Linked DNA regions of Mus musculus: region 2 is linked to region 1. A link is a contact called in public capture Hi-C data. All regions are on one chromosome and are shown on one strand. The core of a region is the stretch at or near the end of the contact, and the rest is flanking DNA. Distances in the headings are between cores, read along the strand shown.

Evidence for each region. Capture Hi-C pulls out chosen DNA fragments and counts their contacts.
Region 2: a contact with region 1 is called in a capture Hi-C map of bone marrow-derived macrophages, with 5 times the contacts expected there. The contact joins two enhancer-like sites. A contact is called at or near these places in 1 of 115 datasets of contacts at active chromatin or transcription factors (bone marrow-derived macrophages) and 1 of 9 other capture datasets (bone marrow-derived macrophages).

The regions. Positions count from the first base shown.
Region 1 is chr10:26,574,175-26,579,376 of GRCm38.p6, reverse strand. No RefSeq gene overlaps it. Among named protein-coding and RNA genes, the nearest start is that of Gm48893, 120 kb to the left of the region's middle. Within about 2 kb of position 2,991, at least 45 of the 459 cell types and tissues checked have an H3K27ac peak or open chromatin away from gene starts, as enhancers often do. A contact at or near this core is called in bone marrow-derived macrophages, where this site is marked.
Region 2 is chr10:26,797,521-26,802,573 of GRCm38.p6, reverse strand. All of the region lies in intron 1 of Arhgap18 (Rho GTPase activating protein 18), which reads right to left. Among named protein-coding and RNA genes, the nearest start is that of Arhgap18, 28 kb to the right of the region's middle. Within about 2 kb of position 2,828, at least 226 of the 459 cell types and tissues checked have an H3K27ac peak or open chromatin away from gene starts, as enhancers often do. A contact at or near this core is called in bone marrow-derived macrophages, where this site is marked.

The DNA.
Region 1 (5,202 bases), core at 1,742-4,241:
GGAGTAATTCTAATAGGCCTGCCTTTATATGTTACTTGACCTTTTTCCCTTGCTGCTTTTAATATTTTGTCTTTATTCAGTGCCTTTGTTGTTCTGATTATTATGTATTGGGAGGAATTTCTTTTCTAGTCCAGTCTATTTAGAGTTCTGTAGGCTTCTTATATGTTCATGGGCATCACTTTCTTTAGATTTGGGAAGTTTTATTCTGTAATTTTGTTGAAGATATTTGCTGGCCCTTTAACTTGAAAATCATCATTCTCATCTACTCCTATTATCCGTAGGTTTGGTCTTCTCATTGTGTCCTGGATTTCCTGGATGTTTTGAGTTAGGATCTTTTTGCATTTTGCATTTTCCTTTATTGTTGTGTCCATGTTCTCTATGGAATCTTCTGCACCTGAGATTCTCTCTTGCATCTCTTGTATTCTGTTGCTGATGCTCATATGTATGGTTCCTGATTTCTTTCCTAGTGTTTCTATCTCCAGAGTTGTCTTCCTTTGTGTTTTCTTTATTGTTTCTAATTCCCTTTTTAGACCCTGGATTGTTTTGTTAAATTCCATGTCCTGTTTGATATTGTTTTCCTGTAACTCTCTAAGGCATTTTTGTGTTCCCTCTTTAAAGGCTTCTAACTGTTTACCTGTGTTTTCCTGTATTTCCTTCTTAAGGTCCTCCATCATCATCATAAGAACTGACTTTAGATCCATGTCTTGCTTTTCTGGTGTGATGGTGTATCCAGAACTTGTTATGGTGGGAGAGTTTGGTTCTGATGATGGCACGTAACCTTGGTTTCTGTTGCTTCTGTTCTTATGCTTGCCTCCTGCCATATGATTATCTCAAGTATTTGCTGTCCTCAATATATCTGATTGGAGCTGGTCCTTCCTATAATCCCAGTTGATTCAGGACTCCTCAGAGTCCAGCTTTCTCTGTGATCCTTTGCTTGTGGGCTCTGGTGAACTTGACATTCTGGGTGTGTCAGAGTTCTTGGCAGTCAAATTCCTCTAAGACACTGAAACATTGGTGTGACCAAGCTCTTTTTATCCTGGGATCCTGTTGTCAAAATCCTGGGCGTGTTACAGTGTCTGGAAGTGGTGTCTCCTTTGAGGAGCATGGAGATGTCTGGTCAGTGGTCCTAAGATCATGTGGAGAGTCCTCTAGGGACCTTGGGGGTATCTGCCAACTCCGAGCACAAGGTGACCAGTTACTGGTGCCAACCAGAAGGGACTTGTGACCCTGGTCAGGCCTGGTTTTCTGCTTCCCTAATGCTGTCTCAGGTCCTGCACAGTTGGATTGGATCAGAAGTTGTGCTCCACTCACCAGAGGTCCTAAGATCACGTGGAGAGTCCTCTAGGGACCTTGAGGGTGTCCACCGACTCCGCACCCAAGTTGACCCCAACCCTACCATTCTTATGCCTATCTGGTTACAAGTTCCCACATGACCTACAACATTGTTCCCCTATCAAATTAGCAAGATATGCTTCCATTTTCAACTTACTTTGAGGGCATGAGGACCTGCTGTAGTGGGTAAAGTGTTTGCTAGACAACTGCATTCTAATCCCTGGAGTGCACAAAAAGCTGGATGCAGTAACATGTGTTTGCAATCACAGGGTCCCTACAAAAAGATGTAGACAGAGACAGGAGAATCCCTAGAACCTTGAAGGCCAGCAGGCCTGGCATATGTAGTGGCTAAAGCAATGAGAACCTGCCTTGAAAGGGAGGGCTGGAAGATGAGGACCAATCCCTTAAGAAATCATCAATACATTAGTCACATCCACAACCACCCATGTGCTGAAAGTGGCTAACATGTTATCTACAGGACTAAGATTTTAAATTACACTTCAAATCTCAGTATGTCCACTGGTCTCCATTGTGCCACGTGGAACAGAAAGCTTCCTCTGTCTGAGGAAATAACAGAATAAATTTCAAATTGATTAAGTAAACTGCCTTCCCAGCCATTGAGCTTGTTAGCTAGAATTTAAGACACACAATAACTCAGTTGTTAGGTCCTTGGAGTTACTGGTTCCTTGTGAGCCACTGATAAATTTTTTCAGTTTGTTTTTCTTTTGTGGTTTCTTTTTCAACTCCATGACTAACAACCCAACTTCTCTTATGCAAATACATGAGCAGGGGGAATTGGAGCCCATGAACCAACCATGATCTGTGTGTGGCATCATGCTGGAGTAGCTCTGTCAACAGACACTGTTAGACAGCTGACAAGATGGCCTATGAGCCGATCGTATTGGTCTAAAGCAAAGAGGGTATTCATTTTATGTAGATTATATGATACAGCATATGGTTTACCAATGTAAAGGACAGTCACAGAAGGACCTTAAACAAAGCAAGAGAGAGAACCCAGAAAAGTGTTTTTAAATGGCCAGAAATACAGGGCCATGTTTGGGATATTGCTTTTATTAGACTGTTGTAAAACAAACATCAGGACAACATGCCGGGTATCAGCTTCCCTCGCAACAAGGATGATTGTCCTAGTTCCGAAAGCTAGATTACCTCGGCAAGTGAGAAAACGAAATGCGTCTCCCTATTTTCAGCCACTGAATAGCAGTTGTCAGTACATTTCAGACTTCAATGTTGTGTTTCTCTCCCTCAACATTTAAAAAGGTCTAAGACACTTTTGGAAGGAAGTTGTGTTAGTACATGCCTAGGAGTAGAATCAAGAGGAATTAGGAGTTTGAGGTCAAACTAGGCTCAATTTTTTCTTGGATCTTTCCAAATTAAAAAAAAAAAAAAGAAAAGTTCAGTCTCCACGTTGTACCATATTAAAGGTGAATTAGAAACAAATTTTACTATCAATTTAACAGCCACTGTGGACATTTTGAAAAACAACAGCATGAGAGATGAAATGAAAGCCATCCAGAGGCTCACAACTCAGAGAGCAGAACAAGGCTCCTTACTCAAACAAACCTCAGCTACATTGCTCCACACAGCCCTAGGGCTCTTCTCAAATCCTGGAGCTTCCAGAGATGAGAAGGGGGAACTCCTGTTGCTTCCCTTAATTGAGCACCTACAAAAAGGGAACCTCAGTAAGGCATAGAGTTCTCTGGTATTTAGATACCAGTGCGGCAGATGTTTCCTTCTGTTAAATAGTTTTCAACTTCCAAATGAAGGAAAGAGAAACGAAAGCATTTTGACTGTGTTTTAACAAATTCTACTTAAGCCTGCAGTGAAATTTGTCATATTTAAGCCCTGCTTAGAATTATAATAAGTACGTGTTTATTTACAAGCACAAAACTACTCTCACAATCTGGTTGGGTTTTTGTTTTGTTTTGTTTTGTTTTGTTTTGTTTTGTTTTGTTTTAATGTGGTCAGCTCTTCCCCTATGTCTGATGACACTTTTACAAGGACCTTGAGTTTGTCAGGTTTATTCTCGGATATCCTGAAGTCAAGATCATCCCGAGTGACATCCTGAAGTCAAGATCAGTCATCTCCACAAGCTGAGAAATAGATCTCTCCAGAAAATTATGTGAAAACAGGATGTGGGTGTCAAGGGTCAAGAACTTGGAGCATCTCTCATTGTATCCACAATACTGGGCCTTCTGAGTTCTTGTATTTTATTCCTGTGTGGATAGTGAAGCCTGCTCCACTTTGTAGCTTTGGAACAAAATTCCTTCCATCAGTGAAAACTGCATTGTTTTTTAATGCTCATAAACAAAGACTCTGGTATAGTTTTCAATAATAGTATTGTTTAACTTTCTAAAGACCAGCTCAAAGGAAAGAATTTTAGAAATCAACAGACAGCTATCAAGACATAGATTAACATTAGTTTACGAACACATCTCATGGTAGGCTCACTCTCAAAATCTGCTTTCTTCCCCAATGTGTGTTTGTTTCTCACTTTAAATGCTTAAAATTTAACAACAGCCTTTGTAAAAACAATGACAACAGATAAAGTCCAATGTTTATGTGAAATTGTAACGCATTTATTATTCAATGGCAGAAAATAGAGACAGATTTTTTCGAAGAACTTAAGTACTTTCCCTAATGTCTCACAAAAACAAGACCATTCTAGAATAACACAAAGCTATTATTATCATGCATGCAGTTGTATGTGGATATAAAATACTATTCCAATGGAGTCCATATTTAAATTTCGCCAATTGTCCATAATTTGAGCATTCTAGTGTTGGTCAAAGTCTCAAAATGCACATTTGTTTGCCATTTCTTTGGATGTCATACACTGAACGTTTGTGATGGACTCCTTGTGGTTAGATTCTTTGGGAAGACTCACCTAGGAGATGGGGTATCAATGAGTGGTTTTCTTCAGATGATTAGCTCAGGGAAACATGAGGGTAGAGACCCACCATAAATGTAGGTGGCTGAGGGCCCAGATGCCAGAGAGCTAGCTAATCCAGAATTCCTGTCTCTGCTTCCTGGATTGCCAGGCTGTGGACTGAGCTCTCCCTGTGCCTTCTCTGTCAGGCTGAACATTCATAAACCAAGCAAGTTTCCCTCTCCTGCCCATTGTTTCCAGGGGCACAAAGGTGTGAGTACCAGAACACACATAACAGTAGCTCACCTCATTATTAGCCGTGGTTGGTTTGATCGTTTGATAGGGGCAATTTCTGCCAGATCTTCCTGTCTTAATACCCCTTGTTTATCCTTTTTGAGTAAGTAATTGCTGAGGTGGACTTTTCTCAAAAGTATCACCTAGTGATCTTATCAACCATTTGAACACCTTGTGGGCATCAGTTGTTTTCGCAGGTGTTGAAAACTGAAAATATTTCAGTTTTTCCCCACAGTTTGTAGGTGTTCATCCACGCAAAGGCTTTTTTTACATGGGTGTTAAGTTGCATGTTTATTATTTATTTATGTTACCCTATACATTTTCTTTTCTTTACCTCACAATCAACCTATCAATATTGTCATTCTTAAAGCTACAGTAAATTTTATGGTAAAATGTATGTCTTGCCTATGGGAGGCCTGGGTTTCATCTTCAACACCATGAGAGATGGGGGAGGGGAAGGAGAAGAAGACGAAGAGGAGGAAGAGGAAGGAGAAGGAGAAGGAGAAGAAGAAAAAGAAGAAGAAGAAGAAGAAGAAGAAGAAGAAGAAGAAGAAGAAGAAGAAGAAGAAGAAGAAGAAGAAGAAGAAGAAAAGGAGGAGGAGGAGGAGGAGGAGGAGGAGGAGGAGGAGGAGGAGGAGGAGGAGCACCACACTCCTTATTGATTTACTCTATCCTAAATATGACAAGTC
Region 2 (5,053 bases), core at 1,579-4,078, 220 kb before region 1:
GGACAGAGGATCTGGGAAGAGTGCTGTGCTGGCAAGTCAGACAAGCCAAGTCAAGTAAGTTCTGGGTTCAAGTAAACAACTCTGCTTCAATACATAATGTGGAGAGCAATAGAAGACATCTAATACCAACCTCTGTGCTCTACATATGCATGCATACATACCCACATACATACATATGTCCACACATGTTTACATGTATATAAATACCACACGCACGTGAAAATAAAACAAAAACAGACCACAGTGAAATTACAGAAATCACAGAACTTTTTTTTTAAAAGCAATTGTTGGTAATCTAGTACATCCAACAAAAAAAAAAATCATTTTCAGATTTTTCCAAGTTTTCTGAACAAAAGACTTTTTCCCATCTCTTCCCATCCTTGAGATTCCACCCAACCAAAGAAATAATAATACAGGTAGCTGTCACTGTGAAGGCATCCAACAGGGCACAAAAGAGATAACTGTAGCTTTGGAATTTAAAACAACCTATACTGTCCATTCCTAGCTAAGCTAGGGTCCTAACTTGACCATACAACCATGCTTGCCTCCTTCCGTGGCTTTCGGCTAGCGTCCTGACTTAACAGAATCCAGAAAAACAAAAAGCCAAAAAAGGGAGAGAGAAAGTCAGACAGACAAACAGACAGACAGACTGAACCAAACCAAAGAACACACACAGTCTGATCCTAGCCCTCCTCCAGCACATAGGTAGCAAATGTACAGCTTGGTCTTCACACATGTGTTCCTAACAACTCGAGTGGGGGCTGTCCCAAAGCTATTGCCTGTATGGGGAGATGGGATGGGGATATGGGATGGGATATGGGATGGGATATGGGATGGGATATGGGATGGGGATATGTTCTTCTACCTGGGCTGCCTTGTTTGGCTTTAGTAGGAAAGGATGGGCCTAGACTCACAAACACTTGAAGTGCTGAAGGGGACTAGATACCCAGGAGGGGATATACCTGCTCAGAGAAGGGGATGTGGGAACAGAAAAAGACTGTGGGAGAGTGTGACTAGGAGGGGGCAGTGAGCGGGATAAAATAGATAAAAATAAAAAAAAAAAAAAGAAGAAAAGAATGACATTAAAAAAAAAAAAAAGAAAAAAAAGAAAAAAGAAAAAAGGAATGTCAGAGCGACAGAGCAAACAGGTCCAGAGGAAACAAAAGCAAACCCTCCAAGACCTTCCTGATGGATTCCTGGTGTGGTCAAGTGTATAGAGTGATGGAAACATGGATTTCTGACACCTGGGATATAGGATAAAATTCTTAAGGCCTGTTACTAAAATCAACCCAAACTCAGCATAGTGTGGTATTCCAATGACAACCTGACCATGTTTTGGGGAGGACTGTGGAAGGACTTTGGAACTTTGGGCTAGAAAATCCATTCAGTATTAAGAGCTCTGTGGGATGTTGTGTAGAAGCTTGGAAGATGAGTACAAGGAAAACTATTCCAAAGGATGAGAAAAATTATCCCAGAGCATCACCTCACACACTGATGTCTGTACATACATGTGTGCTTGTGTGTGTGTGTGCTCATACACACACACACACACAGAGAGAAAACAACCTGCTCAAAGATTCTATAAGTTTATATTCTAGAACAGATATAATACTGGTCACACGTACCTGAAAAGAAGTAAAGAAACTAAATGGGACACACACACAAACCAAGTCTGACTTTTTAAAATTCATTCACGTAATATATTTTTATCAAAGAACATTCCCAAAGAAGTACATTGTCTTCAAAGGACATTCTTAGATAATACAATCTCACAGAAAGCTCTATTTCTCTCCTGCTCGTCTTTCATTTTTATGCTATACTTTGAAATAGTTTTCTCGGACTTACATACTTCAAGAAAATTATATTATTATAGTGGTTGAGATTAAACCGCAGACTTTCTACATCAAAACATAAAGCACACCTCAGTTATATCTCCACCCAGAAAAGTGTTCTTTCTCTGGACTGTGGACTAAAGGTAACAAACACAGCATTGCAATCTATTTAACTGACCAAATAAAGCCCCCCTGGAAGAAATTAAGGAAAACCAACCTGCTCTTTTCATTAGTCCCATTTCCTTAAAATTTCTGTTGTGAAATAATTTGTGCCGGGTGCTATCACATAAGTGTGTAATCACGGTACTCCAGAGGCAGAAAGAGTACAAATCTGAGATTAACCTGGGCTACAAAGTGAGACCCCGTCTAAAGGAGGAAGAGGAAAGAGAAGAAGCTATTAATTAACAAATTACCTCAAGCATAAACCAGTATGATGTCTTTCATATTTTTATTAGTGTGAATTATAGAGCAATATGATAGGTAGGAAGAGAGAAAGCCCTAATGGGTCATAAAGTCGTGAAGGATAGAGGCTGGAAATGTTAGAGGCTCTCCTACGTCACAGTACTCCATTTACCTCTAACAACCCAGTAAGGAAGAAGCACATGGTGAACATGGTAAACGAGAACACCACGAGGGAATCACAACGGATGGAAAGAAAGCTGGCCAAGAGTGCAGGGCCGCTCTCACTGGAGACTGTCACACAAACACTGAGAAACCAGCAATGATGACTACTTTCTGTCCTTGGGGTGTTGAAGATGGAAGCCAGGCCTCTGCGCATGCGCAGCAAGCAGGCCTCGACAGTGTTGAGATGAGTGCAGTAAGGCCAAGCTGTGGTGCAGCACTTGAAAACAAAGGAAGGCTGGGCAGGAAAAAAAAAAAAATCAAAAAAACAAAGCCAAGAAGAAAAAAACCACGTAGCTCAGTAACAGCCCCCTGGAGCAGGCCTGAGACACAAGTCCGGGATGACTCAGATGCCAGGAGTGACAAGCCAGCAATGGGACTGCAGGGGTCAAGGGGAAGTAGGAAAGGAAATGATGTTGTGGTGGCTTAGCAACATACACATCCTGACATATCTGTGGTTTCCCTAGCAGAAAATGCCTGCTGAGACATTCTGCATTCTGCAGCTGGGTTAAAATTTAACTGCAAGTGTAACAACAGTAGATAAGCTATAGAAACTTCAATGTTAAGATAGCATGTCTAAGAACGTGTGTGTGCGCGGAATAAAAACTAAAAATCAAGACAGAAAAACACAACCCCCAAAGGAAAAATACCAAGGTTAGCTCTGAAGTTGTGCTGTAAATGACCTGCGCTTCCTCTTCGGGCTGTTTTCAAATGTTTGATAATGAGAGTATCACCCAATACCACAGCTGAGGATGAGTGCCATGTGGTACCTTATTAGCTTCACGGAGGCGAACACACACACACACACACACACACACACACACACACACACACAGAGTCACTTACTAGCTTCACAGAGGCACACACTCAGACACACACTCCACTGGCTTCATGCTCACACTGGAGTGAGTTCGCTGAGTCTTCACAGCATTTGACACTCTTGGGGCCATCAAAGTCATGGTGCTTTGCCACTTGATGAGTCGCAATATTACTCACAGGTCAGACAGATTGACCGTACTATAGCCAAGCCACAAAGGTCATAAGGCTCTAGCTCAAAACACAAGTTATAACCTGAAGCTTGACCCCGCCCTTTCCTAGTGAAATTTCCCCTATGATCTCTGACGAGTCCTCTTAAATTACAGAAGCTATCAGCACTAAAATGTCTACCGTACTAAATATAGCTCTTCATGGTCATAAACGTGCACTGTGGACAAAGTAAGCAGGGAGCTGCTGTCTCTGCACAGGGTTCTGACCCTTCCACCTGGAGGCCGAAACAGGGTGACCTCAAGTTTAAGCCTAACCTTGTACCAAGTCAAAAGGAGTTAATAAACTCTTGTAGCCAAAACAAAACAACATACCCTGGGTGTGTTGCTTACTTTTTTTTTTTCTTTCTAATCACTGTAACAAAATATCTGAAGGAAAAACCATAAAGGGGGAGGGGTTGATGTGGGCCTGTGCTTTCAGAGAGAATTCAGTCTGTCTTGGTGGGGAACGTCTGGTGGCTCGAAGACCTTTCTCCACAGGCAAAAGTAAGCAGTAGCAGTTTTACACAAGGTGACAGAAGGATAATCGAGTCCCTATTCAAGAGGTGGTTTAGTGGTTAAGAGCACTGGCTGCTCATTTAGAGGTCCTGGGTTGGAGTCCTAACACGTGTACACACACACACACGTACACACACACACACACACACACAAAACCATATATAACTCTAGTTCCAAGGGATCCAATACGCACTCTGACCTGTGCTGAAAAGATAGCAGTAAAATTAAAAAGCAGGTTCTTGATGTAACAGTCGAACCGTGGCTATGTCCAACATCCACTAGTATGATGGCCTCGCCTCCTAACTCAGGGTGACCTCACCTCTATAACTCCCTAAAACGGTGCCCCAAGTTAGCAACCAAGTATTTACACACGTGAGCCTCTGTGGGCCAATTCAGGTTTAAATCATGGCCTAATGGGCAAGGTCACTGATATACAGAACAGAACCAGCTGTTCCTCAAGCTCAGGCTATAGACAGGGGACATAGAACGGTTAAGTGAAACTAGAGTTTGAAATTCAGCTTTACTACCCTGACCTGTCACCTTGAGTTGAGTTCCTTAGGTCTTGTGCCTTGGCTTCACAGGTCGTAAAATAAAAGCTGTGATTATGGTATTATATGGTTACAAACCTGAAGGTTCTGGAAGCTGTCAGCCCATCATTCCTCTAAAAACTACAGGCAGGTGACAGAACCATGAAGAAATTAGCATTGTCTAAAAGCGAAGGGGATTCTGGGAAAACCTCTAACAGGTGCCAGTGTAATTTAGTAGGGAACTTCCAGCCTGGCATTTTCCTGGCGCTGTGATGTTGCCATCGTTATGGTGTATGAAGCACATCTCAAACAGCGTGCACATACAGACCACTGCAGAGCACACAAGACAGTGGCAGGCAAACAGAAGTTGCTGGGTGAAGATCGGTAATTAGATACTTTCCAAAGACCAAGCAAGCACAGTCTTCTAAAATGCCCACTCAAATGTGACCCGGAACTGTACGAACTCTTAGAGATCACTTGAGAGCTTTTTCCAAACTCAGCATAGACAAGATCACTTGTTGCTTTCCAACTT